Linked DNA regions of Mus musculus: region 1 is linked to region 2. Evidence: chromatin contacts called from public promoter capture Hi-C data. All regions are on one chromosome and are shown on one strand. Each heading gives the region's core, a stretch centred on a gene start, on an enhancer-like site or on the middle of the called end of the contact. The rest is flanking DNA. Distances are from core to core; before and after follow the strand shown. Region 1 overlaps Dip2b (disco interacting protein 2 homolog B). Region 2 overlaps 5330439K02Rik (a long non-coding RNA gene).

Evidence for each region. Capture Hi-C pulls out chosen DNA fragments and counts their contacts.
Region 1: a contact with region 2 is called in a promoter capture Hi-C map of adipose tissue. The contact joins two enhancer-like sites. A contact is called at or near these places in 3 of 484 Hi-C or Micro-C datasets (all in embryonic stem cells), 2 of 115 datasets of contacts at active chromatin or transcription factors (bone marrow-derived macrophages and embryonic forebrain) and 2 of 9 other capture datasets (adipose tissue and embryonic stem cells).

Annotation. Positions count from the first base shown.
Region 1 is chr15:100,202,286-100,208,985 of GRCm38.p6, reverse strand. It overlaps Dip2b (disco interacting protein 2 homolog B), which reads right to left. Exons shown (of 38, transcript NM_001159361.2): 31 at 6,630-6,700; 32 at 5,684-5,854; 33 at 3,842-3,903; 34 at 2,532-2,589; 35 at 1,154-1,228. Among named protein-coding and RNA genes, the nearest start is that of Atf1, 22 kb to the left of the region's middle. Within about 2 kb of position 4,200, at least 88 of the 459 cell types and tissues checked have an H3K27ac peak or open chromatin away from gene starts, as enhancers often do. A contact at or near this core is called in adipose tissue and bone marrow-derived macrophages, where this site is marked.
Region 2 is chr15:100,440,258-100,447,545 of GRCm38.p6, reverse strand. The region is part of intron 1 of 5330439K02Rik (a long non-coding RNA gene); the gene reads left to right. Among named protein-coding and RNA genes, the nearest start is that of Gm5475, 21 kb to the right of the region's middle. Within about 2 kb of position 4,160, at least 311 of the 459 cell types and tissues checked have an H3K27ac peak or open chromatin away from gene starts, as enhancers often do. A contact at or near this core is called in adipose tissue and bone marrow-derived macrophages, where this site is marked.

The DNA.
Region 1 (6,700 bases), core at 2,951-5,450, 240 kb after region 2:
GTGTAAATGTGGCACAAAGCTTTGTGGATAACACCACAGGTCACTGAGTTTGGGGTGACACCTCAGGATACTGAGTTAGGGTGACACCACAGGACACTGAGTTTGCAACGTCTACAGGGTGACAGCTGGCAAAAGGATGGCACCAGCCACTAGGCTTGTGAAACCCTGACAGTTTTTGTGTACTGCAGATACAGGTAAAATGAATTTAACTGTCACAAAGGTTCTATTCCTTATGTGAGGCGCATATCATCATTACTAAAACAGAGCAAACAGTCTGACCTTGAAAGGCTTGTAACCAGCTGTGGTGGTATGAATGAGAACAGCCCCCTAGGCTCACAGATGTGAAAGGGTAGCCACCAGGGAGTCGCACTATGTAAAAGTATTAGAAGGATTAAGAGGTGTGGCCTTACTGGAGGGTAGGCTTTGAGGTTTCAAAAGCCCAGACCAAGCCCAGAATCTGTCTCTGCCTACAATCAGGATGTAGCTCTCCACTACTGCTCCAGTGCCTGCTTGCATGCTGCCATACACCCTGCCATGATGATAATGGACTAAACCTCTCAAACTGTAAACAAGCCCCCAACTAAATGTCTTCTCTTGTAATAGTTGCAAGTTCTCTTAGTCATGGTGTCTCTTCACTGCAACAGAACAGCAACTAAGGTGGTGGCAGGGGTGGCTCTCTGGTACCTACACTTCCAAGACTCCCCCATTAAACTATGGCTCCATCAGCTTTCCTCAAAGATGTGGGAAAAGAGTGGAAGAGAGGCTTGAGAATATTCCCACACTAAAGCAAACCCAACACATTGCGGAATATAACATTTATGAGTATTTTAAAATGTATACATGGGGCCCCTGCAGTCCCAGCCCTTCACAGGCGGGAGCAGGCAGGATTTGGCCAGTTTGCTTTCAAGTAAGAGGACAGCAGTGAACAAATCTGAGACTATTTCTAACCAGGCTGGATTCCAGTCTCAGCCTCCTCCTTCTGCCCCTTTCCATCGCTAGCTTTCCAAAAATCCAGGATTCCCAATAGAGGGAATGCAGTGGAGTCCAGTTCTGTTGGCTCAGTGTGTGACCTCAAATCAGCTGATTTCAAAGTGAAAATGAGATTCACACCTAACTCTCCCAAGTGCAAGTCTCCAATGAGATTCACACCTACCTCTCCCAGGTGAGAGTCTCCAACAGGTCCTTTGGTCTCAGGATTGACAATAACTACTTTTACTCCAGGTAAGATCTAAGAATCAAAGAGGAAATACAAATACTCAGTTCAACCAAGCCTCGTACCTGTGGCTGTGGCTTAGCTTACTGGTCTGAGGCATGGCTTCTAACCCCAAGCCCTGCAATCAACCAATGACCTCTAGGAACTGGACTAGAAATGGCAAGAGCTAATGAAGCAGCCATCACTCAAAGGGTCCTGAAGTGCTTTTCTGTTTGTTCCTGGTCAATCTTTCTCGTCTTAGTAGAGATGGAGGATCAGTGAGTTCCACTCTGAAGCTAGAACAATCCAGACTGCTATCTCCTCAGAGGGTTGAGAAACTTCTGCTCAAGGCCACAACAGCAAGACGCTGGTAAGTATCTCAGCCATTCCCTTTTGGGTAAGCCTTTCCAAAGATAAACTAGGAGGAGAACTTGGAGACCACTCCACGGGGAGCTCAGACTACAGTGGGGAGCCACAATAGGGAGGAAGAGAAACATATGCTGTCTGGGCTCATGGATGAGGGCTCACCTAAGATGATTCCACGGTAGTAGTGTAGTTCAGCAGTAAGCCACTTGCCTACTATGGACGAGGACCATTCTGGGCAAACAGGCAAGAGAGTCATCCAGCCATTTGGGTTACTGTCTCTTGCCCTGTTAATTTTTTAGCTTGGGTTTCTAAAGCCTGAGACTTACTACCCAGGTTTAAGTATCTAAAACCTAGAGGAAGGGAATAAAGGGTAGCCTCGGCCTACCCTCATGACATGATATTCCTGCTTCCACGTGCTCCCAACTGCAGACATGAGCAATGAATGGCACAGCCCACACACGCAGTTCACACAAGCCCCCTGTGTTGTGACATATGCTGGAGAGTAGGCAGAGTCTCCTTTGGGTTTCTTTCTTCTCTGCCTCAGGATTCCTAGGCAGGACCCTGACACATCTTCTCAATTCTGTCCTCTGTCTGGACAGTTCAGGGTGAGGGATGACAGAGGGGGAGGTGGTGAGGATGGAGGGGATAGGGTGAAGGGATGCTCAGAGTAGCTGCTAGCTCTCTAGCTCTCTTTCTCGAAGCTCCTCTCTGTCCTGACTTTCAGTGTTTACAGACAGAGCTGGCTTCCTCAGGTGCTGCCCCTCTAGCCACTTTGCTGGCTTATCAGTAAGAATGGCGTGTCCATGGGATTTAAACAATCTGGAGATAAGTGCACATCTGGTCTTCATGCATCTGAAACCATCCATTAAGGAAAGCCTATGGGCTTTTCTCTAAGCTTGACTGGACTCTTCTCTCAGGCTTCAGCCCTCTTCCTCCATCCCAGCCTTCCCCAGCAGCTAGCAGAATAGAATACCTTTCCAGATTCAGAAAGCAGGAGGCTCTGGGGGGCACCCCGTTCCACAAGACGGACCCTGTAGAGAAACAGGGGTTAATGTCTAGTCTTTATAAAATGGGGTTCACTACTGCAGCTACCTCCTCAGGATGTCTAACTGGCACCTCTGCTCCCAAAGTGGGCTTCTCACACTCCACACACTTGATGCTCTGGGTCAGTTTACTAGGTTTCAACAGCAGCTCCCACTGTAACAACCTGTTCCCAGGAGTCGAGAGGCGAGCCTCTCCAGGGAAGGAGACCTGCCGTCAGGCCACCAGATATGTCAGCAGGTGGAGTGCTGCTGCTTAACCGTGACACCAAGTACTGTGACTCATGTCCATGACTCCGGTGCTGGGAGGCAGAGACAGGGGAGTCTACGAGGCTGCCCAGAGAGCAATCTTCTCAGAATTGGCAAGCCACAGGTCTCAGAGATTGACCCTGTCCCAGAAAACAAGGTGGATGGTCCCTGAGGAACCAAGTAACACCACCTAGGGTAGTTTTCTGGTGCGCACATATGCACGCATGCTCACACACACACACCCAGCACGAGTGTGGCCTGGGGTCTCTGCCTAGGCACACTGGGGACTAGCCACCAGCCTAATGTGCAAAGGGCTCCGTATCTCAGCATCACGCTGTGGGACAAAACTTAAAATCTCAGTGAGAGAAAAAGCGGCTTCACAAACTATGGACTCAGATTAAGTGTTGTGTCAAAGCCCTGTCCTGGCCTCACGTCTGCCTCATTTTTTTGAACTGCAGAACAAAGACACTATCTATTGTTTGTTTTCTTTTGTTTTTGTTTTTGTTTTTGAGACAGGGTCTCCCTGTATAGCTCTGGCTATCCTGGAACTCAGAGATCCGCCTGCTTGAGTGCTACAGTTAAAGGCGTGCGCCCCACACGCAGCCCCACAAAAGTATATACATTTATAGCTAGAAACTAAGATTACATTTTAATTATAGAACAATACAGCAAGCCAGGCATGATTCCTCATGCCTATAATCTAGCAGAATCAGAGGCAGGAGGATGGCTGTAAGTTTTAGGCCAGCTCAGACTATATAACAAACTGGGGTTTCAAATCCTACTCCACCTCTTGGGTGATGAAAAACCAACCAAGGCCTAAAGCTAATGTCAATGAAGCAACTGTGAGAACTGAAGCTTTTTTTTCATAAACAAAATTCCTATTATTTACTAATGACAGACATGAGACCTTCCCCTTCCTGCATCACCCCTCAAGATGTAAACAAGAGCAGGACAGGGGTGCTGATGTTGAGGTCAAGCTCTGTGCTCACCATACCTGTCATGTCTCAGCGACTTCAGATCCACATACACAGTTGTTGGATCCGGCCCTGAGGTTCCCTAAAGAAGAACAAACCAGCACACTGTTTATTTAAAGCCTGAACGAGCTGTCTCTCTTCCACAAATGGGAAATGTCTGCTGTCGGAGAGCTCATTCTCACTTTCTCTTTAACCAAGTGAGCCATAAAAGGGGGAGCGGGGAGGAGCCTTGGGCCTGGCAACCTCTTGGCTATCTCTGCAGCAATGAAGCAGTACCAAGCCTGGGGAGTGGGTTTGGGTAGTTCCCTACCCAGGGCTCAGAGCAGGGGCTGATGAGAGCAAGGGGCAGGATGGGACTCTACAGGGAAGTATGATGACATTTCCTGCAAGCCTCTTGACCTGGGTCACTGGAGACCAGAGTCTTAGTCACCCTCTCTTCCCCTTGGCTATGCATGCATGCACTTGCCTCATGAGCTGCCAAGCACATAAAGTCAGACTGTTCTAGATCTACCCAGAACAACATGGCAAAAGATGCAGCTTTATTTTTAGAAGGCAAAATATGGGGGACAAGAAGGATGTATATTAATTAATTAATGACATTAAAATAGGACTCAGGGGGCTGGAGAGATGGCTCAGAGGTTAAGGGCACTGACTGCTCTTCCGAAGGTCCTGAGTTCAAATCCCAGCAACCAAATGGTGGCTCAAAACCATCAGTACAGCTACAGTGTACTCATATACATAAAATAAATACATCTTTAAAAAAAAAAAAGGGACTCAGGGAGGTTCCTGGAGCACTCTGTACTAGGAGAGAGTATCACATGGAGGCCACTGGCTTGCTCTTGTCTGAGTGCTTCCCTAGTAATCCGCTGACCTGTAGGCCAACCCTGGGCAAACAAAGGCATCATTTTATAGATGAACATAGGAGATGCAGCAGGCAAGATAAAAAGCCTAAATCTCCACAGTGACCCAGCAGAACCAGTCTCAGGCAGAGCAGCATGGCCTTGAAGACACTACAAGGCCTCACAGTCTACTCAGGGGGTCAGAAGACTGAGGCAGGGAGACTGCTGTGAGTTCATGGTCAGGCAACTCTGTCTCAAAGACCCAGCAGCAGCAACAAGAACTTCATGGTGCTGGAGCTGGTCTGGAACTGCTTGTTTTCAAAATGCTAAACATTGGATCTGGTTGCAGTCAAAACCAGCACTTTCCCCCATACACCAAATGATGTGTAAACTTTGCTTGTTTTTAGTCTCTGACTGATTAAACAAAAGTGGCTGACAGCCAATTACTTGGAGAATAGAGTAGACAAGGCCTTGGTTCCTAGGCTTAGGGGTCACAGGTAGGGACCACGAGGGAGGAAGGAGAAAGAAGACAGGAGAGCCAGAGGTCTCCATTAGACAGGATGGACTAGGACATGTGGCCAAGAGAAATGCCTCCTGAGGACAGTCAGATGGAGCAGAAATAACCCAGGTGAGACTCAAACAGTAAATAACTTGGGGAGTCTAGTTGGGAAATGGCCAGTCTAGTGTAAAAAACATCACCCAAGGGGGCTGGAGAGATGGCTCAGGGGTTAAGAGCACAGGCTGGTCTTCCAGAGGCTGTGAGTTCAATTCCCAGCAACCACATGGTGGCTCACATCCATCTGTAATGGGATCTGATGCCCTCTTCTGGTGTGTCTGCAACAGTGTGCTCACATACATTAAATAAATAAATCTTTTAAACAGCAAAATCAAAACATCGCCCAGTAAATATGCTAATGCTGATTAAATAAATCCATGTAACTCTGACTCAATTACTGTGGGACTCGTAGGGTCATAATAAGAACTAATAGAATTATTAAATACCACACATCAACATGGTGTTACCTGTAAACATATTGCTACATTGACTCTGGATCCAAAAGTGGTGCTGACAGCTCGAGGGGACAGACCGATGTCTTTGAAGAGCTTGGAGAAGGACTGCTGAAGGCTGACACGGGGCCGCTCCTCTGCCACCACCACACAGGTCCGGATGCAAGAAAGATTGATCCCTCTGGTCTGCAAGAAATTGGTGTCAGAAACATAGTTAGAAAGATCCCTTCTTGTTCGGGAAAAGCCAAGGGGTACCTTCTGGGCCCAGACACAGAGAAAAATATCTTTCAGAAAGGAAATGGCCAAATGCCTAGGTACTATCACCTACAGCTGATCTACTCCATGCCTTTCCTCTGGGGCTGAGGAGGGAAGCACCAGGCTAGGATGCACAGGCCCTGGATTGCACCATCACCTCCACAAAAGAAGGGGGGTACCCCAAAACCCAAGCTTTTAGGCTTCTCTTCTCAGCACTGTACTTCTGTTCTAGCCCCATTCCCTTGCATTTCTCTCATTCCCTAGTCTGCAGACAGCTAGCTCCCCACCACCTGTGTTAGTCCTTGGGGTGCTACTTCTCTGTTAGGGAGGGAATTCAGTATGTGACTTCCTCATACCTGGCCACTGGATGCAAACATGAACATGGACCCTGTCCTTCAGGGAGTGCCTCATCTCCAGTGTTCTGGGGTCCTCATTTTGCTGGGAAGAATCTACCCGCAGTGAGTTTCCCACATACTGTTATATAAATAGATCCTCTCCCTTTCCACACAGAATAAAATTAGCTTTGAAAGAATGCACTAAGTTAGGAAGAGGGCCGTTCAAGTCCCTGCCATTTACGAGCTATCCACTCAGTCCTGGACAGCAGGAAAGGGCAGCGGGCATGCTGAGTACCCTGCTCCGGCTGCAGCAGCCCTGGCCTGTCCGTCAACCCTCTAAGGACCGGTCACTCGCTGGGCTTGCTCCTCACCTTCAGCACCTCCACCTGGTTCCCCAGCCCTTTAGTGCACAGCTCCATGACTGAGTAGGAGCAGAAGGTGT
Region 2 (7,288 bases), core at 2,911-5,410:
ATTGGTGGTAGAGCCCTTTTCTTCTTCATCCAGGATGCGTGTGTCTATGTGTGCCTGACTCCCTGCCTTCCTTCTTTCCTTCCTTCCTTCCTTCCTTCTTTCCTTCCTTCTTTCCTTTCTTCCTTCCTTTCCTTCTTTTCTCTCCTCGTCTTTTCTTTCCTATCCTTTTCTTTTCTCTCTGACCCACAAAGAGTTAACAAACTCTGAGCCTCTTGCCTGGCCAGTGAGGAGTCCCCAGTCAAAGAGAAAAGAGCCCAGGTAACTAAGTTCTTCTTCCCCTCTGCTTTCAGCTGGAGCCACAGCCTTTGGCCCTAGTCACCATACCCCTCTCTGCCTTTTACCAGGACCGTGAACATCTGGGGGCACCTCAGCTTTCCAGGAAGCCTCAACTATCAGCGGCTTTCTAACCAGAGCTAACCACAAGCCTGTTGGGATGATGTAAACCTGTAACCCCTGACCTCCAAAGTGGAAGTAGGAGACTCAGAGTACAATGCTAGCCTGCACTATATGAAACCCTGACAAGAAAGAAAAGAATGGGAAAACTCAGAACTTTTTTTTTTTTTTTTTTTTTTTTTTTTGTGGATTTTCAAGACAGGGTTTCTCTGTATAGCCCTGGCTGTCCTGAAACTCATTTTGTGGACCAGGCTGGCCTAGAACTCAGAAATCCGCCTGCCTCTGCCTCCCAAGTGCTGGGATTAAAGGTGTGCGCGACCACAGCCCAGCTCAGAAAATATTTTTAAAACCCCCCATTTGTTTAATTTGTTTAACCTAGTTATCTATCTATCTATCTATCTATCTATCTATCTATCTATCTATCTAATCTATTTTGGTTTTTTTGAAACAGGGTTTCTCTGTGTAGCCCTGACTGTCCTGGAATTCACTCTGTAGACCAGGCTGGTCTTTGAGATCTGCCTGTCTCTGCCTCCCGAGTACTGGAGTGCTGGTGTTGAAAGTGTGCACCACCACCTTCCAAGTTAAAAGATGTGTTTAGGGCTGGAGAGATGGCTCAGTGATTAAGAGCACTGACTACTCTTTCAAAGGTCCTGAGTTCAAATCCCAGCAACCACATGGTGGCTCACAACCATCTGTAACGAAATCTGACACCCTCTTCTGGAGTGTCTGAAGACAGCTACAGCATACTTATGTATAATAAATAAATAAATCTTTAAAAAAAAAAAAGATGTCTTTACTCTTATATGTAAGAGAGTTTTGCCTGCCAGTGTGCCTGGTGCCTGTGGTAGTCAGAAAACATTAGATCACCTGGAACTGGAATTACAGGCGGTTGTGAGCCATCATGCAGGTTCTAGGAACTGTCCTCTGCAAGAACAGCTAGTGCCCTTAACTGCTGAGACATCTCTCCATTCCCAGTTTTTTAAAAACAGGACTTCAGTATAAACTCCAGGCTTGCTACAACCTAAAAGCAATGCTTTTGCCTCAGCCTCCTGAATGCTGGTGTCACAGCAGTGCCACCGGGCCTGGCAATTCTGTTTTCTTTGAGTGATTTGCTGCTGATCATGTTCTCATTAACCGTGTGCAAGATTTTTGATTTTGTATCATCACCTTGCATTTTAAGTAACATTGGTGTGGTGGTTTAAATAGGTTTGCCCCCCATAGACACCATGATGATAATGGACTGAACTCTGAAACTGTAAGCCAGCTCCAATTAAATGTTGCCCTTTATAAGAGTTGCCTTGGTCATGGTGTCTCTTCACAGCAATAAAACCTTAACTAAGACAATTGCTTTTAAAAATCATATTTCGGGCTGGTGAGATGGCTCAGTGGGTAAGAGCACCCAACTGCTCTTCCGAAGGTCAGGAGTTCAAATCCCAGCAACCACATGGTGGCTCACAGCCATCCATAACGAGATCTGACTCCCTCTTCTGGAGTGTCTGAGGACAGCTACAGTGTACTTACATATAATAAATAAATAAATAAAACTAAAAAAAATCATATTTCATATGCTTAGAGGTTGATTGCACCTGTATTTTATTTGTAAACTTTTGGAACTCGCTCTGTAGACCAGGGTCACCCCAAACCTGCCTCTGCCTCTGCCTCCCAAATGCTGAAATTAGAGGCATGCGCCAACACCATTGGCCTTAAACTTTTTTTTAAAAAGGACAGTTTTGTTGGATGGGGTTATGCACCTTTCATCCCATCACTTGGAAGGCAGAGGCAGGCAAATCTTCCTGTTCCAGTCCAGCCTAGTCTACAGAATGAGTTCCAGGATCTCCAGAGCTACGCAGAGAAACCCTCTTGAAAAATAAACAAATAGACAGTTTTTGAGGGAGTCAGTTCTCCTAGCTCCACTGTGGATTCTGGGACTAGAACTCAGGTCGTGACACTTGTGTGACAAGTGCACTTACCACTGAGCCAACTTGATGACTATATTTTTTAAAAGTTTTATATCACATTTACCAACTTTAAGAAATCCCAAGAGCTCAGTTATAGTTTGGTGGTAGAGTGCTTGCCAAGGGAGAACAAGCTGCCAAATTTAGACCCCAGTACCACAAAAGCAATAACAAAAATTAATATTTTTTGACAGTGTCCTGCAAGCACTGTAGCTCAGGGTGGTCTTGAACTCACGATGCTCTCGTCTCAGCTCCTGGTGTGCCAGGATGCCAAGTGTGTGCCACTCTGCCTAGCTACCATGGTTTCACTTTGATCACTCAATGTTTTCAGGCCTTAAAGTAAATTGTGACCAATTGATTTATTTATATTTTTATTTTATTTTATTTTATTTTATTTGAGGAGAAGCAATCTTTTGAGCCAGGGTATAGCTCAGCTGTAGAGTGCTTGTCTAGCATACACCAAACCCCAGGCTTGACAAAAGAAAACCCCTCAACAGACAGCCACCGTCCCCTAAATATGCAAATAAAAACAGGATTAAACATTTGATAGTTTTTCTTTTTCTTTATTTTATGGGTGTTTTCCTTGGGTGTATGTCTGTATACCATGTGCACACTTTGTCCGAGGAAGCCAGAAGAAGGCATCCGATCCCCTGAAACCAGAGTTACAGGTGGTTGTGCTAGGAATCAAACCCAGGTCCTCTGGGGAGCAGGCAGTGCCGGTTGGCATCGCCAGCTCTGTCTGAAGGTTTGATCGTACTTACCTAGGTAAAAGCCAGCAGGTTTGCAACAGGGGCTTGTATTCCTGCATCACGTTTCTCAGTGATGAGTTTTCAGTGCCACACACACCAGGCAGGCATAACACCACCAATCCCCATTTCCGTCTCGTTTCCCGGGGGACTCTGAACACTCCGTAACCTTCCTGCGATCTTGATTTCCACTTTCCTTTCCGGCTTTACTGTTAAACGCCTGGCTTCTCTGTTTGTATGGAAACCGAATACCCTTTAAGAAGGCAAGCTTCTTGCTCTATTTACATATTTGTTCCCTTGTTTGTTTGCATTTGAACAAGCAGAAAATGAAATGGAAAGACCGCCCTCCACAGCAGAGGCAGACCGGCTGGGAGGCAGTGGCCTTGGTTCATGTATGCTGGCCTGACTGCCAGTGTTCTAAAATGACTTTAAAATCCCCTCATTTCACTGCAGGGGAAACTGAGGCTTCGGATAAGAGAAGCAACTGTAGACTAGTTAGAGTCTGCAGTACTTAGTCTAGGACACAGGAACGCTGAGGAGCTGTTAGCGAACTGCACTTCTCAGTGTCTGTGGAGGTGTTTCTAGACAAGGACGGACCAAAATAGGTTAAGGCTTGCTGTGAATATGGGCAGCAAAACCCAGAAAGTCTGCAGCGCCCAGGGAAAAAGATGGGCGTGGCTATGCATGCCCGTGACGCAGCGCTGTGGGCTTTAGAGACAAGAGAATGCTTGCTGCTTGCCAGCCAATCCCGGGTCAGTGAGGGAGGGACTGTCGCAAGGAAATGAGGCGAGAGGGCTATAAAGCAGGAAACCCACCTTCTCTGCCGGTGAATACACACACACACACACACACACACATACACACACACACACACACACACGCGCGCGCGCGCGCGCGCCACACAAACACCCCCTCCCTCCCTTGCTTCCTCTCCTTCCCTCCCACCCCCCCACCCCCGCCCCCGCCCCCAACACCAGCTTTCATGTTGTTTAAGGTCATAGCTCTGTGACAAGCACCCTTACGCGTCATGACTGGTAGCTTTTCTTCTCGGATCGAACCCACGCTGGTCCAGGCTACTGTCTTTAGGGGCTATCAGAGGACAGGGAAACTGAGCTGCCTCTAGGTTAGCTGCAGTTGGGTTCTGGATCTGATCTGACTCAAAGGCATTTACTGGCTTTCTTTCCCCCCAGTGATAAGGAGATCGCTGTCAGGCCTCCCCATGCAGTAGCAAAATGTTATCATCTAGAGATACTGTAATCAGGTAGATACTTTGGCCAAGTTACAGAGAGCCAGCGGCGTTGTGGTAAGCAGGCATTTCCTGCCATGGGACATTTTAAAACAAGGAATATAATGAGCTTCCACCCTAAAGGGAAGATTCTGTTGCGCATGTATGTATTGTATAGAAATACATATAACACATGTTTGTACTTACACAGGTAAGTGTATCTATGTCTATATAGATATATGCACAAACATAAATTATTTTTTTGTTTGTTTTGAATCGGGGCCTCTCTGCATAGCCCCAGCTGGCCTGGAACTCACTCTCTAGATCAGGCTGGCCTCCAACTCACAGAGATCCACCTGCCTCTGCCTCTGCCTCTGCCTCTGCCTCTGCCTCTGCCTCTGCCTCTGCCTCTGCCTCTGCCTCTGCCTCTGCCTCTGCCTCTGCCTCTGCCTCTGCCTCTGCCTCTGCCTCTGCCTCTGCCTCTGCCTCTGCCTCTGCCTCTGCCTCCAATTAAAGGTGTGTGCCACCACCACCCAGCTATACCTGTTGGAGGTGAGGGGAGAGGAAGAGAGTTTTTTTTTTATAAAGATTTATTTATTATTATATCTAAGTACACTGTAGCTGTCTTCAGACACACCAGAAGAGGGCATCAGATCTCATTATGGATGTTTGTGAGCCACCATGTGGTTGCTGGGATTTGAACTCAGGACCTTCAGCCACTGAGCTATCTCTCCAGCCTCAGTAAGGGATTCTGAAACCTCAAAGTCCATGATTAATAGTGTTAGTCATATTAAACATGAGTCTCTGCCACCAAATATTATAAAACTTGTGTTTAGGGCAAAGAACGCAAACCTTCTTTCTTACCTCATAAGACTTCTGTGCACATATTTTAGTCCCCATGACCTGGTAAAATCTTTGTTTACACAACAGACCCTGCTTCATTCTGGGAACTCGATGACCTGGATCTGCCACCCCCTTTCTCCATCTTCAATTCCTATGCACGAGTTCTTTTAAGACTAGACTAGGCTAGGGCTGGAGAGATGGCTCAGTGGTTCAGAACACTGACTGCTCCTGAGTTTAAATCCCAGCAACCACACGGTGGCTCACAACCATCTGCAATGAGATCTGATGCGTGTGTTTCTAGACAGCAACAGTGAACTCATATATAATAAATAAATAAATCTTTGAGAGTTCGAGGCCAGCCTGGTCTACAGAGTTCCAGGACAGCCAGGGCTACACAGAGAAACCCTGTCTCGGAAAAAAAGAAATCTTAAAAAAAAAATAATAAGAGTAGACTAATAAATAAGACTGTGAGGTCTTATCCTAGTCAATGCGGAAAAGACACAGCCACCATGTGCTAGAATAAAAACCAAGTGCATTTGCTGTCTCTGTACAAATCTCCTAGATCTTCAGTTCTCAACCTCTCTAAAGTAAAGCGGCAACCCTTTAATACACTTCCTCACGCTGTGGTGACCCCAGCCATAACATTATTTTTGTTGCTACTTCATAACAGAAATTTTGCTACTGTTATGATTTGTAATGTAAATATCTATGTTTTCCGATGGTCTTAGGCAGCCTATGTGAAAGGGTTGTTGGATCCCAAAGGGGACATTAGCCAAATGTTGTAAATCCCTGCCCTGGATCAAGAGTGAAGTTTTTGCCTGTCATGATGGTGTGGGCCTTTAATCCCAGAGCTCAGGAGTCAGAGGGAGGCAGATCTCTGTGAGTTTGAGGCCAGCCTAGTCTACTTAGTCTACTTAGGAGTTTGAAGACAACTGGGGATACACACTGAAACCCTGTCTCAACAAAACCAAAGTAAACAAATAAATACAATAGAGCACTCTGCAACACATGCACTGAGGTTGCAGGGATATGCAAGGAAAAGCAGGGTTCCTATGCCAACTCATAAAATGTAGTTTTATTGAGATTTTATTTTAAATTATGTATATAGCACGTGTGCGCATGCATATATGTGTGTGCGGTGGATGTGTGTGTGTGCGTGTGAGTGTGCATATGTGTGTTCATGTGTGTAGGGAAGCCAGAGAACAACCCCAGGTGTCACTCTTCAAAAGCCATCTGTGGTGGTTTGAATACCTGGTCCCCAGTTGGCGCAGCATGGCTGAGGGACAGGTTCGGAACTAAACAGCCTCGTCTCCTTCCTGTCTGCTCTGCCTTTGGGATTGCAGCTGAGGACGTGAGTGCCTTGCTCCCTGCCGCAGCTTCCAGCCTAGTGCTCACTGCCACGCTTTCCCTCTAACGCTCTGGAACCATAAGCCCAAATGCACTCTTCTCTGTTGCCTTGGTCACGTGTTTTATCTCATTGATATGAAAGCACCTTGTTTTCTGAGATGGGAGCCCTCCCTGCCTCCCAGGTCACAGGACGGCAAGCATGTGCCACTGTGTCAGCTTCTTAATGTGGGGTCTGGGCACAAGGCAAGCATTTCACTCACCAAGCTCCTTCCACCCCCACAAAGGTTTGCTTGGGCTTTCTTTGCGGGGGTGGGGGGCATGAACTGATGCACGCGTGTTGTGTGTAGGTTGTGTGCGTTCTTGTTAGTGTAGAAGTTATTCACATGGTTATGCTCACGTGAATACACGTGTGTGAAGGCCAAAGGTAGGTGTTTGGTGTCTTCTTTTTCCTCTCTTCTTTTTCTTTCTTTCTTCTTTGTTTGTTTTCTGACACAAGATCTCTCTGCATATCCCTAGCCGTTCTGGAACTCACTATGTAGACCAGGCTGGCCTCAAACTCACAGAGATCTTCCTGTCTCTGCCTGTAGTGTAGGAATCAAAGGCTTATACTTAATGTTTTTGAGAGACAGGTCTCACTAACCCAAAGCACATAGATCTGGATACTCTAGCAAGCCAACAGGCTTCAGGTGTTCCCCTCTCTCACCCTCCACTCCCCATTGCTGTGTGACAGGCATGGAACACTTGGATACACGTGCACAGACATGATGAACTGAAAAATA